Linked DNA regions of Hordeum vulgare: region 1 is linked to region 2. A link is a contact called in public Hi-C data. All regions are on one chromosome and are shown on one strand. Each heading gives the region's core, a stretch centred on a gene start, on an enhancer-like site or on the middle of the called end of the contact. The rest is flanking DNA. Distances are from core to core; before and after follow the strand shown.

Evidence for each region. Hi-C and Micro-C count contacts between places; a contact is called where the count stands out from the background.
Region 1: a Hi-C map of leaf shows a contact between it and region 2, with 2.9 times the contacts expected there. The contact joins the promoter of LOC123410414 here to the enhancer-like site in region 2. A contact is called at or near these places in 3 of 6 Hi-C or Micro-C datasets (leaf and seedling).

What each region holds. Positions count from the first base shown.
Region 1 is chr7H:622,166,963-622,173,026 of MorexV3_pseudomolecules_assembly, forward strand. LOC123410414 (putative receptor protein kinase ZmPK1) reads left to right here and starts at 2,147. Exons shown (of 1, transcript XM_045103354.1): 1 at 2,147-4,813. The coding sequence starts at 2,246. The coding sequence ends at 4,582.
Region 2 is chr7H:622,009,207-622,015,128 of MorexV3_pseudomolecules_assembly, forward strand. No RefSeq gene overlaps it. Among protein-coding and RNA genes, the nearest start is that of LOC123410279, 6.0 kb to the left of the region's middle. Within about 2 kb of position 1,280, at least 3 of the 3 cell types and tissues checked have open chromatin away from gene starts, as enhancers often do. A contact at or near this core is called in leaf and seedling, where this site is marked.

The DNA of each region.
Region 1 (6,064 bases), core at 897-3,396, 160 kb after region 2:
TGCCTGAACCTTGCCTGAACCATGGCCGGCATGGCCTGAACCGTGGCCGATATGGCTGGACCGTGACCTTCTTTTGCTATATATTTTAGGGCATTTTGGTATTTGCATATGTTCCATTTTGAATTGTGGGGGTTGTGGCCAAAACTGGCCGGACAGTGTCCCGGACGGCTGCTCAAACAGACACAACGGACACGAAATTAGTCCGGATTTGAGCAGCCCCGTAGGAGATGTCCTTAGAGCATCTCCAACAGCCACGCTATACAAGCGCCGCGTCGTAAAAAATGCTGTATTTAGCGCGCGCGCGACGCGGCGGCAGCTCCAGCGGGCGCGCAAAAACGGCGCGCGCGCCATTTCCAATTGAGCGCGCTGGCCGAAACGCAATCCCGCGCCCATTATTTGCTGCGCCGGCTCCCGTGCACGCGACTCTCCCGCGCTCGCTCCTTCTTTCTTCTGCGCTCTCTCCTGCTCTCTCCTGCGCTGGCTGTGCACTCTCTGCGCTCGCTCTGCACTCTCGCGACCGCCCCCATCCGACCGCGCCGCCGCGGCCGCTCGTGCCACCGTTCGGCGCTGCCCCGGCCTATCCCTGAGCCGCCGTCGCCGCCCGCGCCCGCCGGCGCTTCCCCGGCCTGTCTCCGCTGCGGCCGCCGCCCGCGCCCCCCCGTTCAGGCGCTTCCCCGGCCTCCCCGCGCCGCCGCGCTTCCGCCCCACCCCTCCTAGTCCGGCCGGCCCTCGCGCGCCTCCGATGTCCGAGGAACAGCGCCCCACCGCTCGCTGTCGCGCCGCGCCCGCAAGGTGTTCGACAAAACGCCTACAAGGTATGCATTGTTTCAAATTTATGAATTAGGTGCATGTTTTGAATTGTAGTTTTTTATAGTATAGTATTGAACTTTGTAGATGAGTTCGTCGTATGATTCTTCCGAAGAAGAATTTGATATGGACAGCCGCTTTGCGTATGTTGGCATACGGTATCCCGGCTGATTTAGTTGATGATCACTTGGCTATGGGTGAGAGCCAAGCCATCATGTGTGTCAAGCGCTTTGCAGTGGGAATTGTGCAAGTGTTTGGCGAGGAGTATTTGAGATCTCCCACTGCTGAAGACGCCGCAAGGCTATTGGCGATGAACAAATCTCGCGGCTTTCCTGGCATGCTTGGCTCAATAGATTGCATGCATTGGAGTTGGAAAAATTGTCCAAAGGCATGGCATGGGCAATTCCACGGCCAGAAGGTAAGAAAAATCTTGATTTTCACAATGCTCAGGCGGCTGCTAGAAAAGATGTGGAGAGAGCATTTGGGATTTTATAAGCCCAATTTGCTATTGTGAGAGGACCGGCTAGATTTTGGGATCAAAAAATGCTTTGGTACATCATGCACGCTTGTGTGATCATGCACAACATGATCATCGAGAATGAGCGTGGCCAAGATGTAGAATACTCAAAGTATGAGCTCTTGGGACATCCCGTGCGAGTGCGACGGAGGGCTGAAAGAGTTGCCTGTTTTGTTGCCTCGTATCATGCCATTCGGCGTCCCGCAACACACAATGATCTTCAGAAGGATCTGATTGAAGAGTGGTGTGCATGGCATGGACGACAAAGAGCATGATTTGATTGCATTATTTGTATTGTATTGTTCATGAACTATTGGTTGTGTTTATTGCATTATTTGTTGTACTGAACGAGAAACTATTTGTTTGAGTTGTAATAACTATTTATTGTTGATTTATTTTGTTTGTTTGATCGTTTTTCTCGCTATTTTTTGAAATGTATATGTGGTTTGTGCTTGCTGCACGCGCTGCATTTTTTGGCATTGCTGAAGCGCGGCGCGCGCGCTGCATTATAACGCAGTTGTTGGAGCCAGCGTCTATCCCTGCGCTAAATCAGCCGGCGCGCGTGCTGTAAAAACATTTTTTGGACGCGGCGCGAAGCTAGTCGTGGTTTGCTTTGCATGGTCGAGAAAAGTCCGTGCCACGCCCGGGTAGGCATGTGGTCAGCAGCACGCCACATAAGACTCCAAGATGATAGAGAGGATTGGTGAGAGTGGGACGCTGATAATAAGACAGTTGCTAGAGTTGCTCTGATGCAGACGCCTCGCTCGACAACCTGCAAGACCAGTAGAAGACTACACTTTTCTACCATTGGGCACGAACCTTCCCCAATGGGAGACCTGAGTCTTCGGCGGCAGCAGATTACACCACATAAACTGGGAGGACCTGAGTCTTCGGTAGCAGACTCAAGACATCAAAGAAAAGATGAGCAAAACCATGGCCACCCTCCCCTATCTGATCCTCATTCTGATCCCCTCTCTTCTGCCCATCACCTGCGCATCGGCTCAGCTGACGACGCTGAGCGCCGGCTCAACTCTCGCCGTGGAGGAGTACGAGCACACGTTCCTCGTCTCACCAAACGCGACCTTCTCCTGCGGCTTCTACCCAGCCGGCTCAAACGCCTTCACCTTCTCCGTCTGGTTCGCCGGCGCGGCCGACAGCGCCGTCGTCTGGTCCGCCAACCGCCATTCCCCGGTGAACGGGCACGGGTCCAAGGCGATGCTGCACGACGATGGCTACCTTGTCCTGGCCGACGCCAACGGCTCGACAGTGTGGGCGAGCAGCGGGGGCGCGGGCGACCGGCCGACGGCCGCGCTGCTGGAGACTGGAAACCTCGTCATCAGAGACTCGGGCGGCGCGGTGCTGTGGCAGAGCTTCGCCACGCCGACCGATACCTTGCTGCCTTGCCAGCAGCTGACCAAAGACACAAGGTTGGTCGCCGGCTACCACAGTCTCTACTTCGACAACGACAACAGGCTACGTCTCGTGTACAACGGGCCAGAGTTCTCCAGCATCTACTGGCCAAATGATGACTACACCATGTTTCAAGATGATGCCCCGAGATTCAACAACAATTCCAGACTTGCAGTCCTCGATGACAAGGGTTGGTTCTTCTCAACCGACGGCCTCACGGTACAATCTTGTGACCATGGCGCATTACTCATCAGAAGAAGGCTGACGCTCGAGCACGACGGCAATCTCAGAATGCGCAGCTTGGATGCGTCGAGCGGAAGATGGGTGGTCACATGGCAAGCCATACTGCAGATGCACTATGTGCACGGCCTATGTGGAAAAAACGGGTTCTTCGAGTACTCGCCGAGACCCCGCTGCTCGTGCCCTCCTGGATTTGAGATGGTTAATCCAAACATGTGGAGCAAAGGCTGCAGGCCGACGTTCAGCTACAACTGTGGGCAAGACCGGTACAGGTTCATCCAGATCCCCCAAACTGATTACTACGACTTTGATCTTGGCTTCAACGACTCCATCTCATTTGAAGACTGTAGAAACATCTGCCTGGGCATGTGCTCTTGCATCGCTTTCTCTTACCGGCTAACCGGAACCGGTGTTTGTTACCCTAAAGGTCTGCTCTTCAATGGATACAAGTCGCCTGCATTCCCAGGAAGTGTCTATCTTAAAGTGCCCTTCACTGCTGACATTCAGGCCTCCGGATCAGAACAGTCGGCTCTCACATGCCCCCATGGTGGTCCCAAGATTACACATGAGTCTTCTGATCACGTGGACAGATGGCTATATTTCTATCTGTGTCCTGGATTATTAGGAGCCCTGGAGCTCATTCTCATCGTGACCACATGGTGGTTCCTCTCAAAGAATGGCATGCAAGATTCAACACGGGGGGGTTACGCGGTGTTGAGAAGCCAGTTCAGGAGATTTACTTACCAAGAGCTACAGCAAGCAACCGGAAAGTTCCGAGAAGAAGTCGGAAGAGGCGGCTCTGGAATCGTGTACAGAGGACTGCTCAAAGATAAGAGGGTCATCGCGGTGAAAAATCTCATAGATATCACCAAGCACGAAGAGGAATTCCGGGCAGAGATGAGCGTGATTGGGAGGATCAATCACATGAACCTGGTTCGCACATGGGGATTCTGCTCGGAAGCAAAGCGCAAGCTGCTGGTATATGAATTTGTGGAGAATGAGTCACTGGACAGGTACCTGTTCAACAGCACGAACGCCGACAGATTGCTCGCGTGGAGCGAGCGTTTCCGCATCGCCTTGGGGTCGGCGAGGGCCCTGGCTTACCTCCACCATGAGTGCCTCGAGTGGGTCTTACATTGTGACGTGAAGCCTGAGAACATACTCTTGACCCGAGATTTTGAAGCCAAGATAGCTGACTTTGGGTTAGCAAAGCTGTATAAAAGGGATGGATCCAGTTTCAACTTCTCACACATGCGAGGAACAGACGGTTACATGGCCCCGGAATGGGCGATGAATCTGCCAATCAACGCTAAGGTCGATGTCTACAGCTACGGGGTGGTGCTCCTAGAACTGGTGGCCGGGAGGAGGATCTCAAGCTGTACAAGGGATGGCAAAGTTATCAAACTGAAAGCATTTGTCCAGGATGTGAAGGGAGCTTTAGCTACCGGGGATGCTACGCGTATAGTGGATGCGAAGCTTCATGGGCAGTTCAACACCGATCAGGCGGTAGTTATGATTACGACTGCCGTGTCGTGCCTCGCAGAAGAAAGAAGCAGGAGACCGAGCATGAATGAAGTTGTGAAATCTCTCTTGCATTGTCAAGAGTAAAGACAGTGAGAAACTGAGAAGATTGACCTGAATAAATTTGTTTTTGCTTATGTGTGACCTTTCTCACATGCTACCAGATTTCCTCATTTACTCCGTCCAATAAAGTACATTGTAAGTATATGAATCAATAACTGTTTGTTTATTGGCCCCGTCCAATAAAAAATTAAATTCCGGTGTGATGATCTAGTCATCTGATACTTTATATTGTAAACTACTTTGAATGTTGCTTCTTATTATCTGAACCTACAACTTCTTGTTGATGGTAGAAGAAAAAAAATCCTGGATTTACATACGAATGGAACTCGTTTCAAGCAATCAAAATTGATCATAATTCAGAAAAGAAGCAGAGCATGGAGGGAACTACCTACTAATATCTACTCCCTTAGTCTTAAAATAAGTGTCTCAACTTCGTACTGGCTCTAGTACAAAATTGTACTTCCTTCGTCCAAATGTATAGGGCATGCCCGTAGTTTAGGTCGTTAATTTAACTACTTAAATATGTATTATTTGTAATAAATAATAAACCATTAAATTCATACAGGAATGTAGTTTTTAAATATGTAATTTTTATCGCATATAATATATATTTAACTAGTTAAATTGACAACCTAAAACTACACGCATGTTCTATACACTCGAACGGAGAGGTAGTATTAAATTTGGTACATTTAATTTAAAACGGAGGGAGTACTAATCACCGGGCGAGTCGAGACGGCTGACTATGGGCTCTGGCGGTCTCTTTCCCGTCCGCCCAGCTCCTCCCTTCTCCTCAGACTTGGAGTTCGAAGTCTCAGCAGCAGCCACGATTCATCTCCACCCCCACCAAGAGCAGCGGCAGCCACGTCTTGCTATCAGACTGCCCGTCGCCTAGGCCTAGCAGGTCCGGCCGCCACAGACACCCACAGGCCATGCTCGCCGCTGCTCTGCTCCGCCTTAGCCGCTCTGCCGCTGCCTCCACACTTCCGGCGCCAGACGTGCGCATACCAGGCCTTTCTTTTGGAACGAAGGCTCGCGGAGAGCCGGGCTTTGAATTAACAAAGCCATCAACCCACTAGAAAATACAAACACACCACATACCACATCAACCACACGATACTAGGAAACACCCTAGGAAGCTTACAACTCAACGCAGCGCACAAGCACAAAAGAAAAGAAACATCAAGCCCGATGCTTGCACTAGTCGAAGACCACATCTAAATTGGTACCAAAGAATGACCGGCAAGAGTAAGACGAGGACCTCCTAATACAAAGAATGGGCATGAACTAGGTGGACTCCCACGATGAAGAAATCCAAGCAGCTTCCTCCTCTCGCGCCGCAGAGGCACCCTTCCCTCTCGCCTTGGATCGAAAGGCGTCGAACCACTGGACCTGCGAGACACTCACCCTAGAGCATAGGGGGTGCCGACCTCGAGACCTGGAGCAGCCACACAGCACAACCCCTTGGAGAAAGAGAACACAACATCCACCATACCGCCGCAACCT
Region 2 (5,922 bases), core at 30-2,529:
GAGGGAGTATTTTGAAAAAAAAAAAGCTTCCCGCAAAATGTTTACAACATATTTAAGCATATCTCAGGCAAAAAAGAGAAACAAAAAGGTGATTTCATCAAATATTAAGCATTTCAAACTCAACAAAATTGTTTTCTCTTTTTTAAGTAGAGCGTGCTTTAAGTATTGGTCAAGTCATTCCCCTTGCAATCTACAGAGTTTTGTTTTAAATTTAAGAAAACCATGTTTTAAAACCGGTCATGCTGGTGGTCTGACGTTGATATTGACACTGAGATGACATATGGATATCCAACTTAAGGTGCAGACTCAGGTTATCGAGTAGAGAAAATCCAGGGGTACCATTTTTCTGAATGAAACTGCATATTTGGGGAATACCTTCTCCGCCGGAGTACATCCATCCATATAAACTACAGACTAGTTTAAGCGTTTCGAAGCAGAAACTATAGCGAGCTTGCTTTACAAAGACAAACCGTGTTCTCACGAAACAAAACCGTACCTTTCGCAGAAAGAAAATACGTTATTTTTTTCATTTTGAAAGACACGGGCCTTCCTCTCACGAAGATAGAATCGTGCCTCTCGTAAAAAAAAATCATGCCTTTCGTGAAAAAACTCAGCAAACGCGTTATTATTTTTCCCTTTCCGAAAGGCAGGGTCGTGCCTCTCGTGAGGTAAAACCATGGCTCTCGCGGAAGCAAAAACGTGCTTCTCGTAGAAAAAACCATGCCTCTCGCAAAAAAAAAAAAACGCGTTATTATTTTCCCTTTTCAAAAGGCAAGGTCGTGCCTCTCGCGAAGACAAAACCATGCCTCTCGTGAAAGCAAAACCGTGCCTCTCGCAAAAAAAACACGTTTTTTTGTTTCCGAGAGGCACGACCGTGCCTCTCGCGAAGGTAAAATCGTGCCTTTCGCGAAAATAAAACCGTGTCTCTCACAAAAAAACATGTTTTTTGCGCGACTTTTTTCCGTCAAAAAGCTAACAAAGACAGGTGAAAAACCTAAAAAAAATGTTCAAGCCAAAAACTCATGCGAAAAAAAATAAAAAAATAAATCCGGAAGAAGCGCTCAGAACGCGACATATGACGGTGGCTGAGAACGCGACAAGTGACGACACGTGGAAGTGCTTGCTGCGAGGCTTTTGAAGGAACGCTCGTTAACTAGTGACTTCTGGCATTTTCGCTTTTTGCCAAGACACCAATTGAAAAGGGACTTCTTATATGCTGCTTGTTGCAGCAGGTAGCCGCTCCTTCACACAGGCCGGGTCCAGACTGGGCCAGCCCATCAGGAGGGCAGTGTAGCGGATGGGATGGTATATACTGCAACACTGGGGCGAGTACTATAGCGCGGTGTTACTGCTACAACTCGACACTGCAATAGATATTCAAAAAATCCATTTCTTTTTACAAAAGTATGAACGATTCGAGTGCTTTAAGCATTTTTTTTAATTCTGTATATATTTGATTTTTTCAAAGTGTCAAAAAAAATTAAGTTGCCCGGACATTTTTAGCATCCGCAAACAAAATTTGCAAACATGACATTTTTCGAATTTGTGAAGAAATTTGGAAAGCTCGCACATTTCTAGAAATTCCTGAACATTTTAATTTGCGAAGAAAAAAGGAAAATGCAAAGAAAGTTTGAATTTGGGAATATTATTTCTAAAATAAACATTTTAAAATTTGTGAATACAATTTGTAAGCGGGAACATTTTTTAACATTTCCCAAAATTATTCGAAGATCTGGAAAAAAATCGAAACGTTCAAAAATTTAAATTTTTCATAATGGGGTCATTATTTGAAATTCCCAAACTATTTTTGAAATTCCTGAATATTTTTCAACGGTTTTCTGGATATTTTCTGAGATCCTGAGCCGATTTTAAGTTCTGAACAAAAAAGGGAAACATGAACAATTTTTTAGTTCCGAACAAAAAAGTTAAAACAGAACATTTTTTATTGCAAGCAAAATTTGTATTCTTTATTTTTTGGAAATGACAACAAAAATTGAAACATGCGAATACTTTTTCAACAGCAAAGAAATTGATAAAAAAATGAACATTTTTTAAACCTGACCATTTTTCTCAAACAGTTAACTGAATTCTATACCAAGATTTTTTGTTGAAACTTCCTGAACATATTTTGAATACGAACAGTTTTCTGAAATTTTGAACTTTTTTTTAGAAAACAGAAACATTTTTCAAAATTCTTGATTTTTTGTTAAACACGACCAATTTGGAAATTATGAAAATTATTTATTTATTTTTTAATTTTGAATACGAGATTTTTTCTGAAACTACTGATGCTTTATTAAGATATGTTTGTTTTTAATTCTGAGCACAAATTAAACATAAGAATGTATTTTTAAAACTTTGAAAAAAATGAAATTTCCAAACAAAAAAACAGGACAACTGTATTCTTTATTTTTTTTGGAAATGCGAACAAAAACTGAAACATGCTAATACTTTTTCAACAGCAAAGAAATTGATAAAACAATGAACATTTTTTAAACATGACCATTTTTCTGAAACAGTTAACAGAATTCTATAACAAGATTTTTTGTTGAAATTTCCTGAACATATTTGAAATACAAACAGTTTTCTGAAATTTTGAAAAAACAATTAGAACACAGGAACATTTTTCGAAATTCTTGATTTTTTTTGTTAAACACGACCAATTTTGGAAATTATGACAATTATTTTTTATTTTTTTATTTTGAATACGAGATTTTTTTTGAAACTACGGAAGCTTTATTAAGATATGTTTTTTTAAATTGTGAACACAAATTTAACATAAGAATGTATTTTAAAACGTTGAAAAAAAATGAAATTTCTAAACAAAAAAACAGGACAAATAAAAAAGAAAAGGAAATAAAATAAAAATAAAACATAATAAAAAGAAACATAAACTTAAACATAAAAATATTAAAGAAGAAAAAGAAAACGAAATATTAAAAAATTGGTTCAGAAATTCTAGAAGGTTCCCAAAACCGGTAAAATATAGGGACGTGACATGTGTCCTTGGTTACAAGATTTTTGTGTGTGTTTGTTCATCGTCTACTTCAATGTGATTGATCCATGGGTCCAACAATTGGTATTGTCATTCCCAAGTGTTGTCTCGGTGAGGATTCCTCGAGATACGCAAACAACTTAGACGCGCAAACGATTTAGACGCTTTTCGTCTTCAACAGATCCTCACATAGATGAGTACTTGGACATGACAATGCTGAGACAACGACGACCAACATGTGCCAACCCCGCACGACTCCTTGACTCCCTCGGATGATGATCTTCACGAGTCTTCTTGGCACCGCACCTCGGCACGAATCTCCCATCAACGATCATCTTCCACCGTATTGTCGATGATAGTCTCACGCCTCCCTTCGTGTCGCTTCGTCGAGCGACGATCGCCTGATCCTCCTCGTCGCAGCACCACCTAGCAACTTCATGTCCCGCCCCGAGGCGGTAATAGCTCACCACCTCAGGGCAAGCACAACTTCAAATTCCTGAACCTTGCTCTCATATCAATTGTTGGAATTTGCCCATGTACCGATCTCATGACATGCAAGTCATACATATGAATCGGTTACAAACTCATGCCGGGAATCAACTAATACATGATGCTAACTCTCAAGATTAGACACAAATCTTGTCACACATAAACTCAAGATTATGCTAGCAGCCTTGGTGAGCGAGCTGAGTGTGGGGTGCCCCTATATTCGCCTTCAGCGAGTCTGGCTTCGGAGACGCGAAAGGGGCAAGTGATTTCGGCCAACCCACACGGGCGGGAGGCCATAACATCTTTTACTTATTTTTTACTACTTTTGATTTTGTTTTTTTCTTTAATTTTATAATTTATATAGGGCTGCGCTATTCGTCATCCCGGATGAGAAATAGTTATTCTTCACCCCCACCCTCTATTTTAACATCGGTGTACCATAATTTATGCTTCATAAATTTTGTGTTATTTTATACATTAAAAGCAACCGTAAGAAAAATATATAATCATCGTAAAAAATATTTTATGGCACGTAAAATTACAAATATAAAAAATATACAATAAATTATTTTTCCTGGTCGTGTAACCTATATTTTTTTTCTTACATCAAATTTTACGTAGTGGATGAATATAAATGTAACTATTTTTATTTCAAATATAATTTATTAATAAATTGACCGTAAAACTATCATGGGTGATAAATAGAGTTTATTACAAAAAGTACTCTATAAAGAACATTTATTTTTTTTGAACAAGTATTTTATAAAATGTTGATCATGTATATGAAAGTGTTAATCTGTATTAGAAAAAATATTTAATACATATTTGAAAATTCTTGAACGAGTATTTGAAATATAAATGTTGATCATGTATATAAAAATGATAATTAAGCATTTTAAAGCAAATATTGACCAAGTATTTGAAAAATGTCACTGGAGCAGTTGAGAAATGTTAAGTGTGTTTATAGAAAATGTTTACCATGCATTAAAAAATAATGCTTTTTTAATCTGGTATATGAAAATATTAATTAGGCACTTGCAAAAATGTTGAACAAGTCTTTGAGAAATGTAAATCAAGCCTTTGGAAAATGGTAAATGTGTATAGAAAAATGTTGGCCATGTATTCAGAAAATGTTAATCTTTTTATTTGAAAACTGTTAATCAAGCACACTGGATAATGTTAATCGAGAATTTGGAAAAATGTTAATAAACATGTGATATAAAAAATGTTGACCATATATAAGAAAAGTGCTAAATTTGTAGTGGATAAATGTTAAACATGTATTAAGAAAATATTGTTGACATATATAACAAATATAGTATGAAAATGAAATAAACAAAAAGAAACAAAAAATTAGAACTAAAAATGAAAAAAATGAAAAGATCAAAAAACGAAGAAACAATTGGAAAAGGAATGGAAAATACCAGAGAAGAAAACTAAAAGAATAAAAAACCAGAGAAGAAAATAAAGAAAATAAGTAGAAAACAGAAAAGTCTAGATCGAGTCGCCTCAAGTAGGTCGCACCCCTACAACTACACAGTAACGAGAAGTGCGCGGAGTGGCTGCCATCCTCGATGATCACCCTAGGACACCAGGGATTGACCCTGCCTTCTCCCCCTTAAAAAAATTCTTTTACTTTAATCTGCATGAAGATGGGCCAGCCCAAGTACTACAGATGCTTGAGTGATGGTTCTACATTGGTTCGCTTAATTCGATAAATAGTCACCGGCTAGGTTTGCGGGAGGAAGACTTGACGTCATGTCAAGTAGTGGTCGAATACCGAGCTTGACAACTTAGTGAAACATGCTCTCTGACTCGGGTTGACCATCATGTTTAGTTGGACGACTAACCTGGTGATCTTCCTTTTCGTCTATGTAAACATAGTGACAATTTCATAAAGAATGCACGAGGGTAATTTCTCAACAAAAAAACTAGGTGTCTCCTCCCCATGAGACAAGTGCCACGTCATCATGCTCGGGAGACTTCTGCATTCACAATTATGGCGCACAGAGGCAACCCCGCGTGTTTTTTGCTTTCTGGTTTTACTCTTTTGTTTTCCTGTTTTCCTTATTACACTTTAATCCTTATACATTTTTGGTTTTAGATCATATACCTTTTATCTGTTTCTCCCATCCATCTTCCTCCCTCGGGTTGACGTCACCGTCGTCCAGCTTGTTTCCCCTAGTCCCGTTCCTCGTGTCGCCTCTCGCTTCTCCGATTGTTGTTTCGCCCCCTCTGCCCCTCTCAAGATCCTCTTATCCCTTGCTCTGCGGCGGTAATTGTGTCCGATGGTTAGCATCGTCAGTGTTCATGTTTTCACTTTGTTTTTTCCATTATAGTTATGGGTGATTGATTATTATGGGGTAATTACAGGTGGGGCCATCCAACACTATCAAATGACAGGTTTCAACTCAATTATACAGTATGTTCTCTGCAAC